Linked DNA regions of Gossypium arboreum: regions 2 and 3 are each linked to region 1. A link is a contact called in public Hi-C data. All regions are on one chromosome and are shown on one strand. The core of a region is the stretch at or near the end of the contact, and the rest is flanking DNA. Distances in the headings are between cores, read along the strand shown.

Evidence for each region. A called contact is a pair of places that touch in the nucleus more often than the background predicts.
Region 2: a contact with region 1 is called in a Hi-C map of leaf, with 5 times the contacts expected there. The contact joins the enhancer-like site here to the promoter of LOC108460767 in region 1. A contact is called at or near these places in 2 of 5 Hi-C or Micro-C datasets (both in leaf).
Region 3: a Hi-C map of leaf shows a contact between it and region 1, with 6 times the contacts expected there. The contact joins the promoter of LOC108467109 here to the promoter of LOC108460767 in region 1. A contact is called at or near these places in 2 of 5 Hi-C or Micro-C datasets (both in leaf).

Annotation. Positions count from the first base shown.
Region 1 is chr8:47,713,567-47,716,412 of ASM2569848v2, forward strand. It overlaps LOC108460767 (dynamin-related protein 5A-like), which reads right to left and starts at 1,252. Exons shown (of 16, transcript XM_017760408.2): 1 at 896-1,252; 2 at 733-796; 3 at 519-626; 4 at 333-434; 5 at 137-187. The coding sequence starts at 1,024. LOC108463832 (UDP-glucose 4-epimerase GEPI48) reads right to left here. Exons shown (of 9, transcript XM_017763772.2): 8 at 2,775-2,846; 9 at 2,245-2,696. The coding sequence ends at 2,594.
Region 2 is chr8:47,843,040-47,845,821 of ASM2569848v2, forward strand. No RefSeq gene overlaps it. Among protein-coding and RNA genes, the nearest start is that of LOC108466535, 8.3 kb to the right of the region's middle. Within about 2 kb of position 1,377, at least 2 of the 2 cell types and tissues checked have an H3K27ac peak or open chromatin away from gene starts, as enhancers often do. A contact at or near this core is called in leaf, where this site is marked.
Region 3 is chr8:47,536,411-47,539,372 of ASM2569848v2, forward strand. It overlaps LOC108467109 (probable inactive ATP-dependent zinc metalloprotease FTSHI 1, chloroplastic), which reads right to left and starts at 1,376. Exons shown (of 15, transcript XM_017767623.2): 1 at 369-1,376; 2 at 124-208. The coding sequence starts at 1,075.

The sequences.
Region 1 (2,846 bases), core at 2-2,501:
GGGAAATAAAAAGAATTAAAATTTGAATATTATACTTATTTTAGGTCCCGTGGAAATATGGTAGTCTAAATTAGAGAAAGCATTATAAGGATTGCAATTTTCTTTGAATTTTCACTAGGCGTTTCCGTTAACTTACCAACAGCTACCTTCGTCAGACCAGGAAGGTCAACCAGAGTCAAATTGACAACTGCATAAAATTACATAAAAAAAATAAGTAGAGAAAATATCTTATATACTGGAGATTTGGTAGAACCATAACATATAATAAGATGACTTTTTACAATTAAATAAAGTGGAAGAAAACAGAAATAATTTTTACAAACAGGTCATACCGTTGGGAGAAAATATACTAAGATGAATTGGAACACTAGATATTTGTTTAGTTCGCCCAGTTTCTCTATCCGTCTCATCTTGAATCTCCTTCCTAACAGCAGCTATAACGTAGATAATAAAAAGTTAAACCCTAAGATTTATATAATTCCTTTTGCTTAAATAAAGAACGATAAGAAGATATTTACCAAAATCGGTAAATCTTTTTCTAGGAAGGTGAAGAAACTCAGCATATTCTCTGGTTCCTTCATCACTCTTATGAAGCTGTAACACCAGAGGTCTACGAGTAACAATACCTGCATTAATTTTTAATCAAAAAAGCAGAATGAAAGAAAAAAGAATCAGTTCTTGAGTTGCTTAACGATGAAGGATAGATTGAGAGCGATAACTTATTGTTTTTACCGGATCCACGAGGTAAAAAATCCTTGCCGACAACGCTTTCCAACACCGAAGATTTCCCTGAACTCTGTTAATATTGAAATCTCAGACCAGCAGATCATAAAAGAAAAAAGAAAACAAAGGTTGACTAGAAATAGAAAAAGGAAAAGATAGATCGAGCGTCGACCTGACCACCAACGACGGCGATCGCCGGTAAGGAATCCCAAAGAGTAGGCAAGGCGCTTGCCTCTCCATGATCACCAAGAGCAGTGCAAGCTCTTTGAATCTTGTTCACCAGAGAAATCAAATTATCCATTTTTTTCTTTTTCTTTTTTAAGATGGGTGCCGGCGACGATAACAAGCGTCGGATTCAAATAAGCTAGATCTGAGCTGAAAAGGTAAAGAAACGGCACCTGTCAGATCTGAGTGAGAAATGAGAACCAAATGAAGTTCCGTCCGGAGAAAGGAGTTTTTTGAAGTTTTGAAATGGAGGAAGAATAAAAAGACTTCGGCTTTAAAAGTGAAGCGCGTTTTATTTATTATTTATTTATTTATTTTAAATATTATTTTTACCACCGATTTATTTTGTGTTTGAATTTAGTATGCATTTTTGAAGTGAAACGGCGTGTCTAGCTACGACAATGGAGTAAACAATGCCAGGAAAAACTCCGGGCCGGAAAGTGATAAATAAGGCCATTGGCTTAGGTAAAAATATATTCGACTCGACAGAGCTTACTTGGTAAAATTAATTCCAATTTTTCTAATTAAAATTATGAAATGGGATAAATAAATTGAAATTGATTTATTGTTGAATTTTGGATTAATAATTTTAAAGAAAAATAAGAAGATGAATTATTTGAATTCTTAAAATTAACGAGAGAATGTAATTTTCAAATAAAAAAAATCACTATATTTAATTTTTAAACCATAATCTTTTATAATATAATTATATAAAAAAGGAAAAAGATTTTCTGCATGTTAAAGTTTTATTTTATTTTTGTTGAGATATTCAATTCCATTATCTTTTTCCTATCTAAATAAAAGAAAGCCGCTAATCAAACAAGGAAACTCTTAGATTTCTTTTTCTTTCTTCCTATAACTTCAATCCATACATAAGTAAAATATCATAAATGAATTTATTAATTAAAAAAAGGAAGTAGATTAAATTAACATTTTCTCATAAAGATTTAAATTTCAAAAGCTAATAATTGAAATCCTAAGATTTGGGTTTTATAGTTCACATTTTTGTTTGTATGTGTAGAGTGGAAGGCATTTCAAAATTAAATTTAAAAGACTACACAATAACAGATGGCATGGCATGGCAACCTTTTTCTTTTCTTTATTGGATTTAATTAAATTGGCGATATAAAGCCGTTGGACTTGGAGACTAGTCCAATATTCCGTTTGTAGTGGGCCTGTATCTTTATACTTTTATAATTATTCAATGACGCTTTAATTTAAGGGGTTTTATTTTTATTAGCCTTACAGAAACAACTTTTGTGTGTTTTTTTCCTTTGATTGAAGGGAGGTTCACCATTTAATAAACTTAAAATTCAAATTTTTGTAATATTAACAATCATAAAGGATGTAATAAAAAAATGAACAATGATGGTATTTTTCATTACAAGTATCTATGTGTAGTTCGTGTTCATGTGATAATTTACTCCTACTGGTAACAGCCACAAACGATTGCTAGTAATGAGGAGCAGTATAATACAAGCTTCTGAGCAGTTGAAGCATCCCTATACTAAGTATGTTCCTCTTTCTATATAATTCGTAACATCTTTAATCGTATTAATTAATCACCTAAAATCCTGTCAATAATAAAAAATAAAAATCCTATGATCATAAAATGTCTTTATAGATTGGTGGTTTCACAGTGTCTTCACTTCATCACTCCGTTTGACTCAGGAGATCCATATCCATATGGATTCTTGCTGGCCCAGTTCCACTGATCCCTGCACATTTCTTCAATGCCGTACCTTGCCCTGCAATCAATCACAACCCAATTCATCTAAGATTCCTCTCCTCAACAATAAAATGAACTTTATAAACTATTGCCTTACCTCCAATTCAATTCACGCTCCGCTTTTTTGGTTGAAGCATACACAATTTCGGCATCACCGGCTCGACGTCCC
Region 2 (2,782 bases), core at 127-2,626, 130 kb after region 1:
CAAGTTGCCTCTTATCATAAATCATCCACATAAAAAATCCACTCTCCCTCCTCTTTTTTTAAAGTCGTAATCTGATTTTGCTTTCTTCTTTTTAAGGTGTGCCTATGGAAGAATTTAGTATTGCAGTTTCCCAAAGAAAGCCAGTCATACCTCGCCTTTTGTTTCCAAAATAGTTCTTTATGATTTAGAACATTTTCCAATTCCCCTCTAGTTTCTAATTCCAACTGAAATAAAAGATCAAATTGAGAATAGTTCAAACTCTTCTGAATCGTATCGAGTTTCTGAATTAGTATCTTTTTATGTGTCTCAATATACCATACACCTATTTATTACAATCCTTAAGTTGGCTTGTGAAATTAGATAACGAACTATACATGGAACCATCAAAATTTTAATTATTCTTTACAAAATTGGAAGACTTTGCATGCTCAACCCACCCGACCAAGAAACGAAAAGGACGACCCCTAGATGATTGAAGTTCAGATTAAAACAAAAGAAAAATAGGCTTGTGACCAGCTTCAGTCTAAACAAATGAGTCACAGAATAATTAGGAAATGAAGTCAACTGCGTCTTATTCCCAATAGCCCTGTTAAGACGTTCCGAAACTCCACCTCTCTGCCACGTGAAAAGATCACCTCTGAAACCCAAATCATTTATCCTAAAAGAATTCATAAAATCTCTAAAAAAAGAACATATTTTCTAGTAACTCGCTCTCTCATTTTCTCACTAGAGGTTAAGATCGCATTGAAATCACCTATAACTACCCAATGTAAATCAAAACGAGGAATAGTCATCATCAAAACCTCTCAAAGCTACATTCACTTACGATTTTCAGGACTACTGTATACAAAAACAATAAAAACTAGCAGTTGGAAAGTGTTATCAAAACCCAAATCAAAATAAATTGGGGGTGACTCCGGATAATATCAACCCGTAATAAATCCTTCTACTCAACCGAAATACTCTCAGAATAGCCAATAGCTTCCACTAGATGAGAGCATTGAAAACCAAGATATGCAATAATTGAATCAGCTTTGTCGCCACTAACTCTAGTTTCAAATAAACCAACAATATCCATCTTAAATTCCCGTTTATACTCACGAAAGATCATTGAAAACTTGCTACTTGCACACCCTTGACAATTTCATGCAAAACTGGACAAATCCATTAAAAAAATTAAAATATAAAAAAGAGGTAAGAGATGTACCAAAGCGCAAGTCTAGCAAGTGTTGCCATTTCGTTTCCCATCCATATTCAAGTTTCTCATCTTATCTTCGTTGATTTGCGAATTAATGAGTTTGACCTTTGAATTTATTGATTCTATCAACAGAACTCTTGCACTCCTAGAATTTTTAAAGCGCCCCCCACACTCACGAATTATCTTACTGATAACACTACCATTTCAAATAGTGCCCCCTTAATTTCGGATCCCCTCCCTTTCGAAACTAGAACCCTTTTACTTTACTAATCGAAATACCAATTTCGGTTGATTTAGTGTTATTGAGTCTCTCTTGATGCTTAAAAGTAATAGTTGAATGTTTGCGAGAATTAAGTAAATCCTAGTTAAGTTCCACTATTGATTCCACTGGACACTAAAAAATTAGGTTTAAATGAGCAGTACTCTCCAAAAGGGTCTGACATTCTTTTATAAAAAAATTAATTGAAAGACTAGATTTTTTTTTGAATTTCCTCCTACCCAATATCAAGCTTACCTGAATTGTAAAGAATCTACACATTTCCACTTTTTGGGTGCGTAATAGCAAGCCCAATGGCCTTAGTATTAATTTCATTTTGATCCACCTTTTTCCCAAAGCTTGGTGGGTCCTCCAGCTGTCCATCATGATGGCCTAGATCATTAAACACTGATCCACTACTCACATTACCGTCGTGTTTCTTCAAAAAGTCCAGACACAAAATTCCAGGCCCAACAACATTATTCTTTCCAAATGTCATGTTTTCAATACCTAGTGGGCCCACCAATGACCCATTATTATGACCCAAACCATCCATCATGAGCCCACTATTATCCTTCAATGAATCCAACTCTTCCACAACTTCTTCTCCCAAAACGCTAAAGTTGTTTATCATTTTATTGAAAACATTATTTTTCCTCATAACCCTAGAAGCACTCTCCTGATTCAACTCTTTTAGAACTATCCCATTTGAAACCTTATCCCTGAAAAAATAGTATCAGTTTCCTTATTTTTATCCGTTTCTATCCCCTTCAAATTAGGAGCGTTATTCTCAGCAATTTTCAATTTAGAATTGAGGCGAACCCTTACGCCTTAACTTCCTCTCTATGATCATCCAGGGATCGAACGGCTCTGGCGGCTCCACTGTTTTGGCCACTGATCACCTCTAAACATACTAATATCCAGAGTGTGAATACTACGTTCAAATATATAATTATGAGGCAATATCCGCAAGTGTACAGGTCTAGTTGTAATATAGTTTTACAACAGAGTGGGTGAGTACTCCGAGGATTGAAGCCAAGGGAGGCAGAGGTTAGATCAATTTTAACCTACACACTAAAAGATCTAATTAATATTTTAATCAAGTTATATTATGAAAATGTAAATAGGAGTTTTTGGGATTTTTATAATACTAAGAATAAAATAAAATAACATAAAAGAAACTAAATTTCAAGAGATAGAAAAAGTAGAATGAATCAAATTTGATGATGGGTGATTGATTAGCTTGCTTCAGCAATCCCAATCAATTTTTGTTTCGGGTTTCTTATCAACCAATTAGTCGCTACCTTAGTAGGATCTTCCGATCTTCC
Region 3 (2,962 bases), core at 126-2,625, 180 kb before region 1:
CTAATCCATGGCTATCGAAATAAAGCAACTTTACAACCACCTCATAGTTATTCTATAAAATACTCATAAGCAACGATTTCATGTATAGCTAGAGAATCAAAGAACGGTTAAATGGTTTATCACCGTCATGGGCGTCTCAATTTCATATCGTTGTCCAGTGTACTCTCTTAAAAGATCTTGGGCTTCACTCTCATTCAATCTCATTGCCCTACAAAGATAAAACAAACCGCATAGATATATTACAGAGAACTGCAAAGCAATACAACTAGAAAAAATTCCAAGCCATATTAATATTCACATAGATATATATTATAGAGAACTGAAAAGAAATATAACTTGAAAAAGATGCGAGCCATATTGACATTCACCATTTAGTCCTTTGCAAGCTCTTGTCACCAGGAATATCCTCCAAATCCACAACAAAGTCCCAATACCTACCAACATATGAAACACCAGAAACCTCCTTGGAAGTCAACAATTTAACCTTGTCACTTTTCATAGCTTTCCTAAAATCTTCCAAGCTCATTTTGGGCAATTCCTCCAAATTCTTCTCGAATTCCTCCTCCTCGGATAACTCTGCCCCAAAAATCTGCTCTGGCACGTAAAGCTTCCCTTTATACTCCCTCAAAATATCATTCAAATACACGTAGTCATTTTCACTAGTTTCACTCTCTCTTTCCCCTCCAATGGTTTCATTTTTTGATTTTGATTTTGTATTCAATTTTTTCTTCAAAATTTCGATCAAACCCAGATTGCTACCTTTTCTTAAATCCTCTTTTTCTTTCAAGGTGTAAATCTTGTTACCAACGAGGTACCTGGGCTCTACTTGGCTAGGGTTTTCCTTCAAAACCCTAGTCACAAAGTCATCCCCTTTGGGCTTGCTAGTGTCACCACCGGGCTGTGAGGATTGTAATTCGCATAAAACCGTGAATGATCGGTGAAGTAACGGAGCTCTTGATCGGAATTTTCGGGTCAAATTCGAGGGATGTATTCGTTTGGGGAGAGATTTGATAGGAGTAGAGTAGGGTTTTGGAAAATTAACCCGAGCTGAGATTAGAGTATCAATGGTGGCCATCCTCTTCAGCAAACTCAGAGAGCATTAGGGTTTACAAAATGGGCATTGGAACAAAGCAATATTCAGCATCAATTTCATTCACCAAAATTGCAGAATAGGGTATATCCGACTAGGGTTTTTGATAAATTAAAATGAGGAAGAAGAAATGGGAGTTGATAGTTGCTTTTCCAGACTTATCCGGATCCAGGATCCGTAAGAGCGAAGCTTATCCGGGTCAGGCCTGACCGGCTTTAATAAAGTGTAGCCATCCGTTTACGTTTATTATTGGTGTCAAAATGGGCTAAAGGCCGATTTTATTTTATAATTACGTGTAGGTCGATTTTAAATTTTATTAGGGAAAATAGGTTGGTTTTAGGAGAAAGAAATTGAAAGGAATTTAATTGGGCGTGTTTTCTTTACATATGGTAATAAAAGATAAGTTTTCTTTCAACGGTAATTATAAAGGTTATTTCGACCGTTGTCATGCCAAACCATAAAAAAAATTAAAAACTTAATGGTAATTTTTTTTAACCTATAAATACCCTTAATTTTCTTTTCTTTTTTTTCATTCAGATTCTCCTCCCAAATTCTCTCAAGTTTTTATTCAAAATTTATTTATATTTTCATTTAAAAATATTTTTTTTTAAATTATATCGTATTTTAATGTTATAAATAGACGAACGATTGTGTGCTGAAGGCGTTTTTACATAATACAGGGGAGCCTCTGATCCTTGAAATTCATGGGTACCTACAAGAGGCTGGATTCTTGCATGTGTCTCGCATGCAAAGGGGCTGTAAACTCGATCCCACATTAGTCAGCGCATAGGTAGAAAGATGGAGGCCTAAAACACACACTGTCCACCTTCTATGCGGAGAGTGTACAATCACACTCAAGGGCACAGCATTAAAGCTCGGCCTGCTGGTGGATGGGCGAATCATCACAGGATCAGCGTGGTTCGAGAGAAAGTGAACCTCAGTATGGCAATCTTAGGAAAGATCCCAAACAAGTTCAAAGGTGGTTGGATATTGATCAACTGGTTGGAGAAAATTTTTGATAAGCTTCTCGACGACTCAACGGAGGAGGTCATACAACAGTACGCCCAAGCATTCATCATGAGGTTAATCAGAGGCATTTTAATGCTTGATAAATCTAGAAATTTGGTATACGTAAGGTGGCTTCGACATCTAATGGATTTTAGCGAATGTGCAAAACTAAGTTGGGGATCTGTTGTACTGTCGATGTTATACCGAGAGCTTTGTTAGGCAATGCAATTAGATAAGATGTTGATCGGTGGTGCTTTTGTTGCTGCAATCGTGGCACTGGTGGCGAATACCATTTTTACGTCATAGAGTCACTAACCAATACATGTTTTCGTTGGTGACGAGGTAAACATCATTTATCAATAAATACGTAGTTTGTGCAGTAAATGTTTTTATTTATTATACGTTTTGCCTAATATATCGTTTGTACATATGGAACCATAGGCTGAATTACATGAGACTACCCGACGAGTTAGAAAACGTTAGGCTACTATTAGATCAACACTCAAAAACTGAGGTTAATTCCCTATCCTTTTCGAACCTATATTAATTACACAATGATTCATTAAAAAAATTAGTACGTGATGATAATTACAATTTTTGCTTTTCAGTTTGAATGGATGTAGTATGCCGACCCCGAGATCATATCTTGCATCCCACCGGAAATGTTGGACAACCAAAAATGTGGAACGCGAAGGTGTCATTAGTAGTGTACACGACGGTGGAAACGACAAATCTAATGGGTTCCATGACAGTTCAGGTCTAAGCAATGAATTCCACCATCACTGCAAGACATGAACGAACTGTACAAGTTGAAAATGCTGGGGAAGAACGACGAGGGCTGGGCGGAGAAGTACAATGAGCACA